Regions from separate parts of the Mus musculus genome. Here all the other regions are linked to region 5. Evidence: chromatin contacts called from public promoter capture Hi-C and targeted proximity ligation data. All regions are on one chromosome and are shown on one strand. The core of a region is the stretch at or near the end of the contact, and the rest is flanking DNA. Distances in the headings are between cores, read along the strand shown. Region 1 holds the start of Tigd3 (tigger transposable element derived 3). Region 2 holds the start of Cdc42ep2 (CDC42 effector protein (Rho GTPase binding) 2). Region 3 holds the start of Slc25a45 (solute carrier family 25, member 45). Region 4 holds the start of Ovol1 (ovo like zinc finger 1). Region 5 holds the start of Ltbp3 (latent transforming growth factor beta binding protein 3).

The links. Promoter capture Hi-C pulls out the DNA fragments that hold promoters and counts their contacts.
Region 1: a promoter capture Hi-C map of embryonic stem cells shows a contact between it and region 5. A contact is called at or near these places in 25 of 39 promoter capture datasets (the 3T3-L1 cell line, the C10 cell line, the HPC-7 cell line and 12 more), 3 of 484 Hi-C or Micro-C datasets (the G1E-ER4 cell line, bone marrow-derived macrophages and embryonic stem cells), 14 of 130 datasets of targeted methods (the NIH/3T3 cell line, the SCID.adh cell line, SST interneurons and 9 more) and 5 of 9 other capture datasets (adipose tissue, embryonic stem cells, liver and 2 more).
Region 2: a targeted proximity ligation map of pancreatic cancer cells shows a contact between it and region 5. A contact is called at or near these places in 1 of 39 promoter capture datasets (macrophages), 2 of 484 Hi-C or Micro-C datasets (B cells and nephron progenitors), 4 of 130 datasets of targeted methods (the SCID.adh cell line, embryonic stem cells, large pre-B cells and 1 more) and 5 of 9 other capture datasets (adipose tissue, embryonic stem cells, liver and 2 more).
Region 3: a targeted proximity ligation map of pancreatic cancer cells shows a contact between it and region 5. A contact is called at or near these places in 8 of 39 promoter capture datasets (the SN4741 cell line, cranial neural crest, embryonic stem cells and 3 more), 4 of 484 Hi-C or Micro-C datasets (the G1E-ER4 cell line, bone marrow-derived macrophages, conventional dendritic cells and 1 more), 27 of 130 datasets of targeted methods (the 230-238 cell line, the HPC-7 cell line, the SCID.adh cell line and 20 more) and 5 of 9 other capture datasets (adipose tissue, embryonic stem cells, liver and 2 more).
Region 4: a contact with region 5 is called in a targeted proximity ligation map of embryonic stem cells, with 18 read pairs. A contact is called at or near these places in 20 of 39 promoter capture datasets (the 3T3-L1 cell line, 3T3-L1-derived adipocytes, the C10 cell line and 14 more), 4 of 484 Hi-C or Micro-C datasets (LSK cells, bone marrow-derived dendritic cells, bone marrow-derived macrophages and 1 more), 17 of 130 datasets of targeted methods (the 230-238 cell line, the SCID.adh cell line, bone marrow-derived macrophages and 9 more) and 4 of 9 other capture datasets (adipose tissue, embryonic stem cells, liver and 1 more).

What each region holds. Positions count from the first base shown.
Region 1 is chr19:5,892,831-5,895,674 of GRCm38.p6, forward strand. It overlaps Tigd3 (tigger transposable element derived 3), which reads right to left and starts at 1,298. Exons shown (of 2, transcript NM_001362045.1): 1 at 1,140-1,298; 2 at 1-287. The coding sequence starts at 270.
Region 2 is chr19:5,923,524-5,926,223 of GRCm38.p6, forward strand. Cdc42ep2 (CDC42 effector protein (Rho GTPase binding) 2) reads right to left here and starts at 1,293. Exons shown (of 2, transcript NM_026772.2): 1 at 1,241-1,293.
Region 3 is chr19:5,876,491-5,879,190 of GRCm38.p6, forward strand. It overlaps Slc25a45 (solute carrier family 25, member 45), which reads left to right and starts at 1,332. Exons shown (of 6, transcript NM_134154.4): 1 at 1,332-2,201. The coding sequence starts at 2,165.
Region 4 is chr19:5,559,308-5,562,007 of GRCm38.p6, forward strand. It overlaps Ovol1 (ovo like zinc finger 1), which reads right to left and starts at 1,268. Exons shown (of 4, transcript NM_019935.3): 1 at 894-1,268. The coding sequence starts at 993. It also overlaps a transcript of Ap5b1 not described here.
Region 5 is chr19:5,739,451-5,742,150 of GRCm38.p6, forward strand. It overlaps Ltbp3 (latent transforming growth factor beta binding protein 3), which reads left to right and starts at 1,450. Exons shown (of 28, transcript NM_008520.3): 1 at 1,450-1,535; 2 at 1,885-2,700.

The DNA of each region.
Region 1 (2,844 bases), core at 48-2,547, 150 kb after region 5:
GGCAATGTGGTACCAGCACAGTAGAGCCTCATCGATCCCACTGTATTTGGATTCACGCTTCCGCTTCCGCTCGTGGTTGGCTGTGCCACTGCACCAGTCTGCCAACAGCTTCTCCTTATTCTTGCAGATCCGTGAGATCTGGGGCTGTGAGACCTGGAAGCGCCGGGCCACCTCTGACTGGGACATCTTAGACTCATCCAAGAGTTCCAGCACCTGGATCTTCTCAGCCAGGGACAGGGCGTGAAGCTTCTTCTTGGTGTTCAGCTCCATGACTCCCTGGGAAGCTGCTGGGGGAAGAAAAGTAGGAGAGCGTGCCAATGGCTGAGAGCAAGAAGAACAGAAGAGGTCGGGACCCCTGAAGCCAGAGCAATTCTCTGGAATGCAGAAAGCTGGAGGAGACCAGGCCAGCTGAAAGAGACATGAGATGGCCAGGCTGTGGGAGGAGAGGGCTAGACCCAGAAGAGAGCTGGCAGAGTCGAGTGTTTCTGGTCCGAAGTGGAGAGAATTCTGGGCTGGGGTTTGGTATTGATGGGGTGGAAGGATGAATAGAGGCTAAAGCACAGCTGTAAAGACAACCAGGAGACAGCTGCAGGGACAACAAAGGAGCAAAAACAAGGAGAGGCCTGGGGCTGAGGCTGAGCGGGGCAGGTGTAGGGGACATTCAGGGTGCCAGGGAGGAGTCCCCTGAGAGGAGATGAGGAGGAGGAGGACCTAGGTTGAATTTTGATGGCTGAAGGCAGGTGGTAGACTGAACGGACAGAGTCGAGATGAACAGGTGAGATGGTACAGATGACAAAGCCAGATGGATGGTGTCTGAAGGCGCTAGTACAATTCGGCGCTGGCAAGGCGGGGTGGTAAAGCTACCCAACGGTTCAACCAGGAGAGTGAAGATGCCAAGACGACAAAGGGAGACAGGGTGAGGAGGATGAGGGCAAAAGGGAAGAAGTGTCCTCTGCCCAGTGATAGCCTGGAGTGATATCAGAGAGAAGGGAGCACCGGCCAGGAAGCAGGCGGCTCGAGCGCTGGGCTCTGCGCCCTGGTTCGCTGAGTTGACCCCTCGTCAGTCGGCTGGACGGACACAGGCGTCGACCCCAGCCCGCCCGCCCACCCGGCTACAGGGCCTCCCGCTCCGCACCCACCTCCAGGCGCCGTCCCGCGCCTCCAGTCCCTGCCCCAGCCAGGTTCCTGGGCCTCAGCAGAACCAGAGAGTGACGGGCGCCGCGACCCGAGGACAGAGCGCGCCGAGAGGCTGCTCTGGAGCGGGCGCGCGCAGAGCGCGCACAGCCCTCACCCGGGTCTCTCAAGGCTGGGAAAACCTCGTCGCGGCCCCTCCGCAGCCCCGCCCTAACAAACTGATTAGCCATCAGCGGCAACTTGTCCCGCCTCCAGTTACATCTGATTGGATGCTGTGGAAGTGGCGGTTTGTCAGCCCTCCGGAGGAGGAGCTTCCTGAGTGGAGGGGTCTGGCGGGAAGAACCGGCCTTAGTGCCTATCACTTGTCGACCAGCCGGCGTGCCTTGACAGCCACCCAGGTGATTTCGACCCCATCCCTACGTGGTACCTAACTGGGATACCGGCCCTCCAGGATTTGTTTTGGAAACAAGATGAAAGGAGAAAATGAATGAATGTAAGCTTTTAGTCACAAAAGAGTTACCATGGACAGCGCTGGCCTCTGGTCTTGCCAACGGCCTACAAAATACACCGGTGGCAAGAAAGGACATTTTTTTTTTTAACCAGTTTTGGTGGGTCACGGCAAGATCTAAATTCCTGTTAGTCACTTCCCTCCTTTGTAACTAGGTGTAGATAACTTAGCCCTCCCTGCCCCTAAACAGCCAGGACCCCACTTTTTCATAGGTTTTGAGCCTATCCATTTACCACTGGATGCTGTCAGTCTCTCCAAGTGTCGTCTCCTGCGAACCAAATATTTTCTCTTAAATCTATTTTAGTGGTCTCATCTGCACATTTCTTTTTTGGCCCTCAAGACTACTCAGTTGCTAAGGATTAGTGCCTGACTCCCTGTACTCCTGGCCTACATAGCAGAACAGGCAGTGCATAGTCCAGACAACTCTGTGCAGTAGCAGGCCAGGGCTCAGCTTTCTCTGGCAACAGTGACCTCAGGGTGCTCTAGGAAAATCTGAGCACACTTCAGTCGATATATAAGTATTTAGCTAGAGAGGTTTGGGAGGGGTTCCCTTCCTTGTTGAGGCAGGGCTTTGCTGTGTAGCATACTCCCAGTTGGATGTTAAGCTTCCTGCAGATTCTGTCTCTGACTTCCATGTCCCTCTAAGAGTGCTGGAATAAGGGCTGGTGAGATGGCTCAGCGGGTAAGAGCACCCGACTGCTCTTCTGAAGGTCCTGAGTACAAGTCCCAGCAACCACATGGTGGCTCACAACCATCCTTAAGGAGATCTGACTGGTGTGTCTGAAGATAGCTGCAGTGTACTTACATATAATAAATAAATTTAAAAAAAAGAGTGCTGGAATAACACACATCATCCAGCTCCTTATCTGGGATGCAGGGACAAAATTCAGGTGGTCAGGTTCACAGTCAAAGTGCTTGTCTTGGACAGGGGTACGATGCCAATAAATAAATGAATGGGGAAAAAAGAGAGAAGAGAAGAGAAGAGAAGAGAAGAGAAGAGAAGAGAAGAGAAGAGAAGGGAAAAGTGCTTTAACTAGCTGAGCCATCTCCCAGTTGTTTAGAATCTCAAAGTGGGGCTGGTGACATAGTTTAGCAGTTTAAACAGGAGACCAGAGTTCAGGAGCTGAAGAGATGGTGAAGAGCACTGTCTGCTCTTCTAAAGGTCTTGGATTGTATTCCCAGCCCCTCAAAACCACCTTTAA
Region 2 (2,700 bases), core at 43-2,542, 180 kb after region 5:
ATTGTTACTGTTGAGTGTATTTTAATGTGAGTGTGTGTGTGTGTGAGTGCGTTCGCGAGTGTGTACGTAGTGTGCGGAATGTGTGTGGAAGTCAGAATACTTTGTGGAGTCCATCTCTGAGTGTTTCGGGAAAGGAGCTCACCTCCAAGCTTGCTCAGCAAAAGACTTCCGCTGAGCCGTCTTGCCAGCAGCCCAAGGGGAAGGGTTTGAAATCTAGTTCCACCTGGGCCTCTGTGACCTTGAGCAATGAACCTTTTCTCTCTGGGACTGAACTCACCTTCCCTGTCTTTAAAATAAGCTGACCCACTGCTATACTTGAAACAAGAGGCCTCTGCACAATAGACGGATCCACAGTAACCGTCAAAGGACATTCAGCACATATCTTCAGGGCTTTTCTCAAGCACTTCGGCTCTTCCAGGTAGAGGTTGCATCAAGAACAAAAACCAAACCCTTCTAGGTCCCCTCCTGCCAGCCCTGGCAGGGCTGGCTCAGAATCTGGTGCTTCTGCAGCGATCTCTCTGTAGTACAATGTCGCTAGGTGGCGCGCGCGTCCCTGCTATAACCCGGGGTTCTAGGGTCCCACCGAGCATACCCGCTCCAGGGAGACGCCCACCGAGGAACTGCGTGCTCCAGTGCCCGAGGTGGATCGCCCATAGGCCCTTTTTCTCTGGGTTGCACAATCGGACCACCGTGAGGGTAGAATTGCAATTATCGGGGACCTTGTCTGGGACTCCGATATCTGGGAGGGGCCTTGCCTTGCCTGAGCTTCTTGGCCTGGGCGAAGTCTCAATGTCTGCTTGGCTCACAGCCAGACTTCGGACGTGCAGGCCCCCGCCCTCCCCGGAGTCCGGCTGCTCAGCCCTGGCTTGTGTTCCTGTGCCGACCCCTCCAGATCCCCAGTCAAGCGCTACCCAGCGCGGCCCAGATCCATTTCAGTAACACTAAAGCTAAAGATAGGAGGACACCTCACCATCCGCTAAAAATACGGCCTCCAGCCCAGGCAGGGACACGGGCCGAAGAGAGGATGTTCCCTAGTCCCAGGTCTCTGGCCAGCATAGAAGTACAACCCGGAGCTGCAAGACTGACAGCACAGCGCCTTGAGCGCTGCGGGAGGTCATGGGTAGGGGGCGGGGATCCAGACCCCAGATAATGGACCTGATCTGAGCCAAAACAGAACACCGCCTGGCTAGCACTCTCCAGGGAGCTGCGGGAGGCCTGTAAAACCCCAGTCCCAACTCACCTTGAGGAGCGCGGGCAAAGCTGCAGAGCTGTGCGGCTAGGATAGAGGACCAGGGAGGGCCTGGGAACTTACAGTGCAGACCTTGGGCCTAAGCCACGCCCCCAGAGCCAGAAGCCAATCCCGGACCGCTCCTCTCGAACCCCCACCCACACATCCCCGCCCACCGCGGCACCGCCCAGGTTCTTCTTTCTGTAAAGGCTAAGAGCTGGATTCCAAGATTCTAGAGGCTTAGCCTCCGGGCGGCTGAGGGCTATCACCGAAGGGTAACAAGGGTGGATACACACGAGGACGCCAGCTGTTCGTGTTGGAATAAAAACTTTAGGCTAGAAGCACTGGGCCAACAAAGGCCGGAAGAAAGAATTCTTGAGAAATCTCTGACCATCCTTGGATGGGTTTCCTTGACGGAAGGACGAGGACCCGGGAGGCGCCCGCACTGACTCTTCAAGAATGAATTGGGCTTTGCAGGCGTTTTACAAACCTAGGGGAGTTTTGAAGAGTTTACCCTAGGCTAGGAGAGTGATGAAGGATGCGAGAAAGATTCAGGGTCGGAAAGCACAGAGAAAAACAGAGACAGACACAGCCTGAACTTGCACGAGTTTGCTGACCTGCTAAGTGGTTTCTGAGGTGGATGGTTTAGAACAGGATCAGAAACAGTTATTGAAGGACAGGTCCTAAAGCTGATGAGACAAACCGAGGGAAACTTCTCATTGCGCCGTTTTGTGAGTAAATTCTCTGAGTGTCTGTTCGTGGTTAGGGAAGCTGAGGAGTCAGGATTCAAGAAATTCGAGGTTCCAGGCACAGGCTGATCCCCTTCCGGGTGGATGAGTGCTAAGAGGAGTGAGGCAAAGAAGAGGACAGTGATAGGAGGAGGAAATCGGGATGCTTGCCTTCCAGATAGCAGATGTGGAAAGCGGTGTGTGGATAGGAGGGAGGGATGCTGGGGCTGGGGAGTATGTCAGGCAAGCCAAAAGGGAGGGGAGAATGGGAAGGACTGGGTCATGCTTCCCTAAAGATGACCATATTCTGGGCCAGGAGGACAGCTCGGAGGAGCTCGGTGAGATTCCCTGTATGTCAGTCCTTCTGTTTAATCCCAAGTCACACACATACACACACTCACACACACATACATACACACACACACACACACACACACACACACATTCACATAATCTTACACTCACACGCATGCACCACTAGATCAAGAGCTCCACGTTTTAACGTCTGGGACCATTTTGTTATGTGGGAAAAGGGAATTACCAGAAATTATAATTGATTGAACTCCTGGGTTCAAGCAGCTCGCCTTCCTTGCCCTCCCAAAGAGCTGGGTCTGTAGATGTGAGCCGCATGCCTGCTCAGCCGACTTTAACAGAGAGATTATCCCAGGTTAGGCATGTACTCTAGTTCGTGGAGCGCTTACAGAGCCCCGAGAAGCCCTGGGCACTGGATTGAACAGCATGTGA
Region 3 (2,700 bases), core at 82-2,581, 140 kb after region 5:
CAAATATTACAGAAGGCCTCAGCATTGCTATAGAAGACATAAACCACTATAGGCGGAGAGGAGGAATCTTCAGTTCCTTCTTATCCACCATGTGCTGCACATGGGCCAAGCCCTTTTCTCTCTGTCACTTGCCATCTTATGGGCTCTGTAAATGGAACCAAGAGGATTAGTAGCTACCATTTATGTGTTGGATACTTAAAAAAAATCTCTCTCTCTCTCTCTCTCTCTCTCTCTCTCTCTCTCCGTCTCTGTGTGTGTCTGTGTGTGTTCAACCCAGGCCTTGTACATGTAAACTGAGCACTCTACTCCTGAGCTACACCTGAAAGAAACAGGTAGGGAAAACACTCAGCCACACAAATCTTACAAGATTGAAAGTGTGTGTATGTGTGTGTGTGTGCATGTGTGTGTGTGTGTGTGTGTGTGTGTGTGTGTGTAATTTTAGAGTCTACCCATGAGAAAGTGTGATGCTGGTGGTCTTTCTGAGGTCAGCTTACTTTGTTTCCCATAATAATCTTCTACTTCTGCCCAGTTGCTTGCAAGTGACACCATGTTAGTGTCCTTTACACCCTAAAACTGCGTTGTGTATGTGTACCACATGGTCTTTGCCCATTCCAACGTTGGACTTTTCATTCTTCTGGCCACTGATGCTGCTCCTGACCTTTCTATTCATTCATCCATTCGTCATTCATTAGCATGTGTTCTGTCTACCCTGTGCCACGTTCTCTAATCCTTTAAACATGTAAACGGATCAAGCAGTCACAGGTCCTTGACTGCATAGACAACCAGTTAGCTGCTCATAATAGATCAGCGACAAGAGCAAGGGCAAGGGACTTGTCCAGAGACCGACTTCTGTCCAAGACCAAGAGCCTTCAGAACAGGCCTGGGAAGACAGCACTGCGACACCATCCACTGCCCAGACCCTCTCGGGTCCCCAGGAAAGTTTCTCCATCTCAGAAAGAGGCCCAGTCAAGTCGCATGGAACAGTAGCAGCTCTCGCCCTCATCCTTGGTTTTCACGAATCTTCACCACGTCCTATTACATATATATTACATATAAAGGTCCTTATGCATGTAGGTGGCTGTGCAGAGGCAGGGGCACCGGGGGCCAGGGGTCATTACAATTGTCCCTGAGATGACTTGTGGAGTGGTCTCACTAAAAAGGGGAGTTTTCAGCCCTAGCTTGAAGGAGGTCCGAGAGAGTAGGTCCAAGAAGAGGAAGCAATGCCGGCATTAGGGCCTCACGGCTGAGAGCCCTTTTCAGTGGAGCAGGAAGCAGAACATGAGGTCAGAGGAGAAGGGCGGTACATGAGCCTCTTCCGACTCGGCCTCTTCCTTCTTAGTTTTTAAAGAAAGGAACTGCAACTGTTGCAGTTTAGAAACAGGGAAATCTAAATCTAAGCCCTGGTATCTGCTGAGGACCATCTTGCCCCATCATCGTGAGGCAGAGAGGCAGGAGAGCGGAATTTTGGTTTTGATGTAGCGCAGCAGTGGGCCACTGCACAGTCAAAAGCCCATTGTTTCTTCCCCTGGGCAAAAGGAGGCTGCGGTTCTGATTCATGGCTGTAAACAACTCTGGAGAGAGCAGACAAACAGGCTTCAGGGCCTGGTGAGTCACTTCTGGGGGCCGGGGCCTCCCTCTTTTTGGGTTATTCTTATTCTGACTAGGCATAGGTGGCTGCTGCAGGCCACTGTAGCCTGGGACTGCCACCTCGTGGCCACGTTCTGACTTCACATAGCCCCACAGCTTGTCAGGGTAGGTGGGAATGAATGGGAATTTGCTATGAACTGGCTGGTCAAGCAGGGCCCAGGTCCTTGCTCACTAAGGCAGCCTTCGAGAGGCTCGCCAAACTAGGACTCAGTTGGCATCCTCTGTGAGCCAGCATGGCTGTCACTGTCTAGGCACAGAACCCTGGATCTCTGTGGCTGTCAACCTGCCTCTAGAGATTCCATTACTTCTCAGGCCTCTTCCAGTCTCAGGGTCACAGACGTTGGCTCACTCTCGCTAATGGTTGCCTGAGGTCTGGGCACTGGGCCACCACGCACACTCCAGCCAGGGTTAAACATTAGTGGGAGGTTATCGGGTTTGGAAAGGGGGTGGGGAATCTCACTTGCAACAGTCTCCAGCGGGCCTGCTCGGAGTACCAGTTCCCACAGGAGCCCAGAAAATGCCCGTGGAAGAGTTTGTGGCTGGCTGGATCTCTGGTGAGACATTTTTCTTCTTTTTGTCCTATCATCCCTAAGGGTGGGTGGCTTCCCTGGGAGGATGGGTTGTTGAGAGAAGTTGTTCCCTCTGGAGCACCCGCACCCAGCTGTCCCCAGAGCCTTCTGGGAATGGCCAAGGAGGCCGAGAGGAAAGAAGCAAGCAGGAACTGCTTCTCTATCCGAAGGCCATACTGTCGGGGGGCGGTGGGGATCTGACAGCCAAGGTACAACCTCACCCAAGCCCTTCTCCCAGACCAGTGTGAGGGGACCAGAACACATTTACCTTTGATCTCTCCGGCTGTCCTGTCCTTATTTTACCTTTGGAAATCTGCCCTACCTGTCAATGGGTGCACTCCTGAGCCTTGAGAAAGGACACTGTGAACGCACCCCTGGTGAGGGCCACCCCAAGCCCCAGAAACAGCATCTTCTGCAGAGACTAAGACTAGCCAGTGTGTGGCTTTCTCCCCTGGGTCCAGCAGGACGCTAAGAAGGGCTCCCC
Region 4 (2,700 bases), core at 18-2,517, 180 kb before region 5:
CCTCATTTCCCCTGCTTTCTTAAAAGCCTGGGTGGAGCCAGGGAACCTGCAGATCAAGGGTCAAAGTCGGTTGGTTAATTACCGCCTCCCCCTCCCCCCTTGGAGGCGCAGGGCAGTAGGCTCCTGCCCCACCCCCCAAGATAGGGGAGGGGAGTTTTGTATTGGGAGAGAGGGGGCAGAAGTTTTCTAGGGTCTCAGAGGAAGATGCAGCTGGAAGAAGAGACAATTCTAGCAACTCAATTCTAAGTTGACGTGCAGGCTGTCAAGGCGTCCTCCCTAAATAAACTAGGTACACTGGCTTCCTGGAGTACCTTACGGCTCTAAGAACCATCTTTTGCTTAGTGTCCTCCACGAGCTGAACCGAGGTGGGACTGTCTCAAAGGCAAGCAAGGTACATTGGGTTTATTTCCCAGCAGCTCCTGGACCGTCAGGCAGGAGTCCAGGGAAATTCGGTGGTCCTGAATCTGGACCCTCATTTCAATACCACCAAAGTTATGGGGCCAAGTTTTCTCTTACAATGTAGCCCAAGTTTCAGCGGAAACTCCAGCTCTGCTCCTTTCCATTCCCTGGCCCTCCCCTCCAAAGTGGCATCGCTCCAGTGCTCCTCTCCTGCCTCATGAAAGCCCGGGTTTTCTGGATTTACGACACGAGAGCCGGAGGTCGCCTGAGCGGTGACACACCCCACTGCGTCCCCTGTAGCGCGGCGCGGGCAGGAGATCCCGGGCCTGAGAGCGGCAAAGCCTCGGTTTGGAGTCCCCTTCCCCCACCCACGCTCCTTCAGCGCCGGGGGTCGAATCGCGACGAGAATCTGCGTCCCCACGCTCGACTGACCGGCGCCGACCGCTGGTCCGTGCGCCCCGCCCTCCCGGCGCCGGGAGCCCGAGGCGCCTCACCTGGCACGTAGATCTCGCCGCGCTCTTCGTCCGGGAGCTCGCTCCAGTTCCTCTTGCACGTGGAGACGCATGGCTTCTTCACCAGGAACGCGCGAGGCATCTTCAGTTCCTCCTGGCCCGGCGCGGTTCGCTCTGGTAAGTCGAGTTCGTGTGGTCGTCCCACCTTTTCTTCCACCGGATCGGGGTTGAGGCGCGGGAATAGGGACAGTTCAAGGAAAGAGTCGCCGAGGCGTGTCCACGTTCTTAGGACAGAGTGTACCAGGGACCACGCGTGGCGTTTCCAACTACGCCGAAGGTCGCCGGTGTCCACAGAGAGGGTGCAGCCAGGTGCACCGGGATCGCAGAAGCGCTAAGCCAGCGTCCTTTAGCTCGACTGGCGTCCCCGCGGCTGCTCGCGAAGTCTTCAAGTGCGAGCTGGACGGACGGGTTCACGCTTTATTGGCTCGCGGCGGTGTGTGTTGGTGGCTCGGGCGGGGGTGGGGTAGGGGTGTTGATCTGATCTAATTAGCTTGGAGTGGCCGAGAGAGCGATGGCGCATGCGTTGGGAAATAACGGTGACAACCCACCTATTTGTTACCTGTCGAACCGGTTTCCATTCCGCTGCGGGTGAGGTGGCCTCGCGGCCCGGGCGGGGTGGCACGACGGGGGCAGGGTTAGGGGGCGTGCTCCGGTCCCCACACCCAGAAGCACCCGGCCCGCCCCGGACCTCCCCTGCCCAGCGTGCTCACGTTTGCAAACTAGAGTTTCGGAGGGAGCGGGCACGGAAAGGGAGGGGAGGGCAACGTTATTTGCACCGGCGCTCGCACGCTCTGTGGGCGATGACATAAAACTGGCCCAACAGGTCCGGGCCCAGCCTGGCGCGCCCGGGGCGCCGGGAGAGGCACAAAGCCGCGGAGCGGGAACCGGCGGTCCGGGCCCGAACCCAGCGGCCAGGGATCCCCAAGGCCAGGGTGAGCAATTCTTGGTTCAGCGGAGAGGTATTTGCTGGGCACCGGGTTCCTGCGGAAAGGCACGCGAGACGAGAGGTGCGCGTGGACCGGGAGGCTCGGATGCGCCTGTGAATCCAAAGCTGGAGCCTGCCTTCTGGTTTCGAGGGCGATTAAACTGCCCTGAGTCCAACCTAACCCAGGCCAGCACCTTGGCATATGGGCGGGTGTATTCGCCCAAACTCTCCTGGTCATAAACAGCCGGATTTCAGATTCTGAAAACCTGGAAGAGGCTCTGGGATAATGACTCCAGCTGAGTGAGATCTGACACAGTCCTCTTGCCTGTTGCAACCAGTGTCCTCCCTGGGTGGGAGATCAGCAAGCAGCTCCCCCTCCACCCTGCTGTACTCTTCAGCAGGCCTAGTTGGAGCTATGCCCCACCCCCATTGAACTGAGAGTGTTCCGTGGCCTTCGTGTGAGCCACACTATGACACTTTGGCCGTGCTGGGTTGCTTTTACTGGCTGACCTATTAAAGGCAGGGATGGAACCTGCAGTTAAAGGCTGCTAACATTTTTAGACTCCAGACTTCAGTACACCTGTCTCACATAGTGTTAAATGTTTGCCGGAACAGACTGTGAGGAAATTAGTCTGATAAATTAATTCACACAGTTCAAAAGTCAGGAGTCACAGGTGGATACGGTTCATGCTTGTGATCCCAGCTTGTGGGAAGCTGAGGTAGGGAAACTGAGTTAGAAACCAATCTATGTTTCATAGTGAAATCCTGTCTCAAGCAAAACAAAAGAACTAAAAGAAAGGCTGTCCATGTGAGTCACAAGGTACTTGCCAGTAAGTGGGGAGACCTGTGTCCAGCTCCCAGGAC
Region 5 (2,700 bases), core at 200-2,699:
TCTCCACTCCCACTCACAGCAACACATGCTGCTGGTCATATACTCCTTCTAGAATGTTCCTTTTGGCTTTTCCACATCAAGTTCCTTTCATGTCACTCTGACGCCCCTACTGGGTCTCTGGGATAACTATCTCTCCTCCCTGGTGCACAAGAATGGCAGCTTGCCTGTTTCTGTGGGCCCTTCTCGTGAACTACTGAGTCACCTTTCCCACAGAGTAACATTCCCTGTGTGCTCAGGAATGAGCCTATGTTCCAGTCTGTCATGGGCTCAGGTGTCTCTGCTCAGAAGACTTGAAAGGGACCTCCATAGTGTCCCTCTCCTGTCTTTTTCTCTCACCTGCCAGGGGATGAAGCCAAACCCTGAGACCACATCACCTGCTTCTCTGTATCATTTACTTCACAATGGCGCGACTTTCCACAGTCCCAAATCAAACAGCCACATCCTTCCAAGAGGTGTGCGGTGGGCAGATCCTCATCGGCCCTGATACAGTGCCCGCTGATCCAAATTCCTCACAGTGACTTACATACCCACTCAGACCACAGCTGCACTGCCCTCTGCCCTTCCCACCGTGTTGCTCGCCTGGCTTTTCCTCTGACTTGGAAAGGACAGCGGTTTTTTTTTTTTTTTTGGTTTGGAAGTTTGTTTGTTTGTTTGTTTTCTCACTCTTGACTCTGCAAGACTCATTGCAGTCCTTTTCACCTTTCTCGGCTTCCCAGCATGCCCCAAGGCTCCCCTCATTACTTCCCTTCACTATGGAAAAGCGTGTTTGAAGGAAGCTGTCCCAGACCCCCACAGCCCACCACTCCTTTTGTTTCACAGTTGGGTGACTAGATCTCATTCCATGGGCAAGAATTCCAAGGCTTGGAGAGCACGAGATTCCAAGCCTGGACTGTTTGACAGCGCCTTGTTCCAAGGTGAGCCTCTGCCTACTCTGCACAGGGGAGGGTCAGGTTTACACCAGTTCAAAGGAAAAAATGAATGTAAGAGCGCTCAGCACCACTCCTGCCAGGTGGAAAGTATTCAGTGTTACTGTTGCAACAGTGTTACTAGAGCAGGGGGAGGGGTCCCCCCTCCCAAGTCCTCCTAGATTCTAGCAGCAAGGAATCCTCTTGGGACACAGAGGTCACCCCCTGCCAGCATTGCAGCAGTAGGCTGTACTGAGCAGCGCCTGAGCTACTGAGCAATTCAAGCAGAACTCATCAAATGGCCTCCCTCAGTCCCTCCGAAGCTACCCAAATAAACTCAGCCTTAAAGTAAAAAAAAAAAAAAAACCAAAAAACAAAAAAAACCACCATTAGCTCTTTGGAAAGGTGTGCCTAAAGCCGAGCCCAACCCCCTCTTCCCATCAGATTACCACCCCCTGATTCCCCTGGAGAGGGCCTGGCATGAACCAGACTTGGCATGGTTCTGACCCTGGTCACCCTTAGCCCTACTAAGTTCTTTTGAGTCAGACACTGGATCCTGGGGCTTCCTAGCACGTTCTCACAGTATTGTCCAGATCCGGGACACCACAGCCTCCCCTTTCAGACCAGTGAGTAAGTCTAGCTCTTCTACAGCCTTGAGCAAATTCAAGACCCTTCCCCACCCCCCTGTCAACCCCTGCCCCAGGGCCCTGCTGGGCTTCTCCCCAGCCCCCTGAGCACTCAAGTAGCACTCCCTTCTCCGGCTGTTAGCCTGGGAAGGGGGCCAGGCCCTGAGCTCAGACCTTGGCGATTCCAGAGTGTCTGAGGCCCAGAGCCAGCGCCGCCAGCCAGGCCAGACGAGGGGAAGGGGGGAGGTGGCAGGGTGGGCACCAGGAAGCCCTCTAAGGAGCGGGGGGGGGGGGGGGAACATTGGCAGGGAAGCCAGGTTTCTAGCTTTGTTCTTTCTGCTCTTCTTCTTGAGGCCACAGGGTTCTCCCCGGCCAGTAAACCCTGGCCAGAAGGTGCTCTCTCCTGCTTAAATCCTTTCCTTCGAGAGAAGACAGGACCAGGAATAAGGACCCATGACTTCAGGGCTTCGAGAACCCCTACATGTACAAAGGCCAATGGGCAAAAGTTAACAGACCTCTGATCCTCCAAGCAAGGACCATCTGCCTCGGTTTCCCCATTTTGACCAGGTGGAAAAGTAGTTGGGCGGGGGAGGTGTGCACAGGCCTCTGCACCCCGCCCGGAGGAATCTGGCGGAGTCCCCAGGTGAGGATTCTTCTGGAAAGAACCCAGGTCGGTTCCTGCGCGGGGCGGGCACCTAGGGGGCTGCCCCCACTCCAACCGGCGCCCTCCCTGCCGCACATCGTCGCTTCTCCGGGCAGCAGCGAAAGACGCTTGAACCAGAAGGAAAAAGAGAGAGGAGAAAAAAAAATTGTCTCCCTGGCCCCGGGCCAGCGTCCCAGCCCCCCTCGCCGCCGGCGCGCTCCAGCCAGGGAAAACAACTGCTCACTTCTCCCTGCGTCCTCCCCGCGCGCTCCCTGCTTCCCGGCGGCCGCGGGAGAGGAGCCCGGCCAGGGGGAGGCGCGGAGCGGGCTGGCCGCCCGGCCTTCCTCTCCCCTCGCTCCTCCTCTCCGCCTCCACTTGCTCCGGCCTCCTCGCTGCGGCCTCAGTTCGGGGCCTGGCTGGGTTTCTCCCGGCCAGGGAAGTTTCTTCGCTCTACCCTCAGTGCAGCTTCCATCGCTCTCCCTCGCAACGGGGATCCCGGCCGCTCCTGCTGTCCCCTCCCTACCCT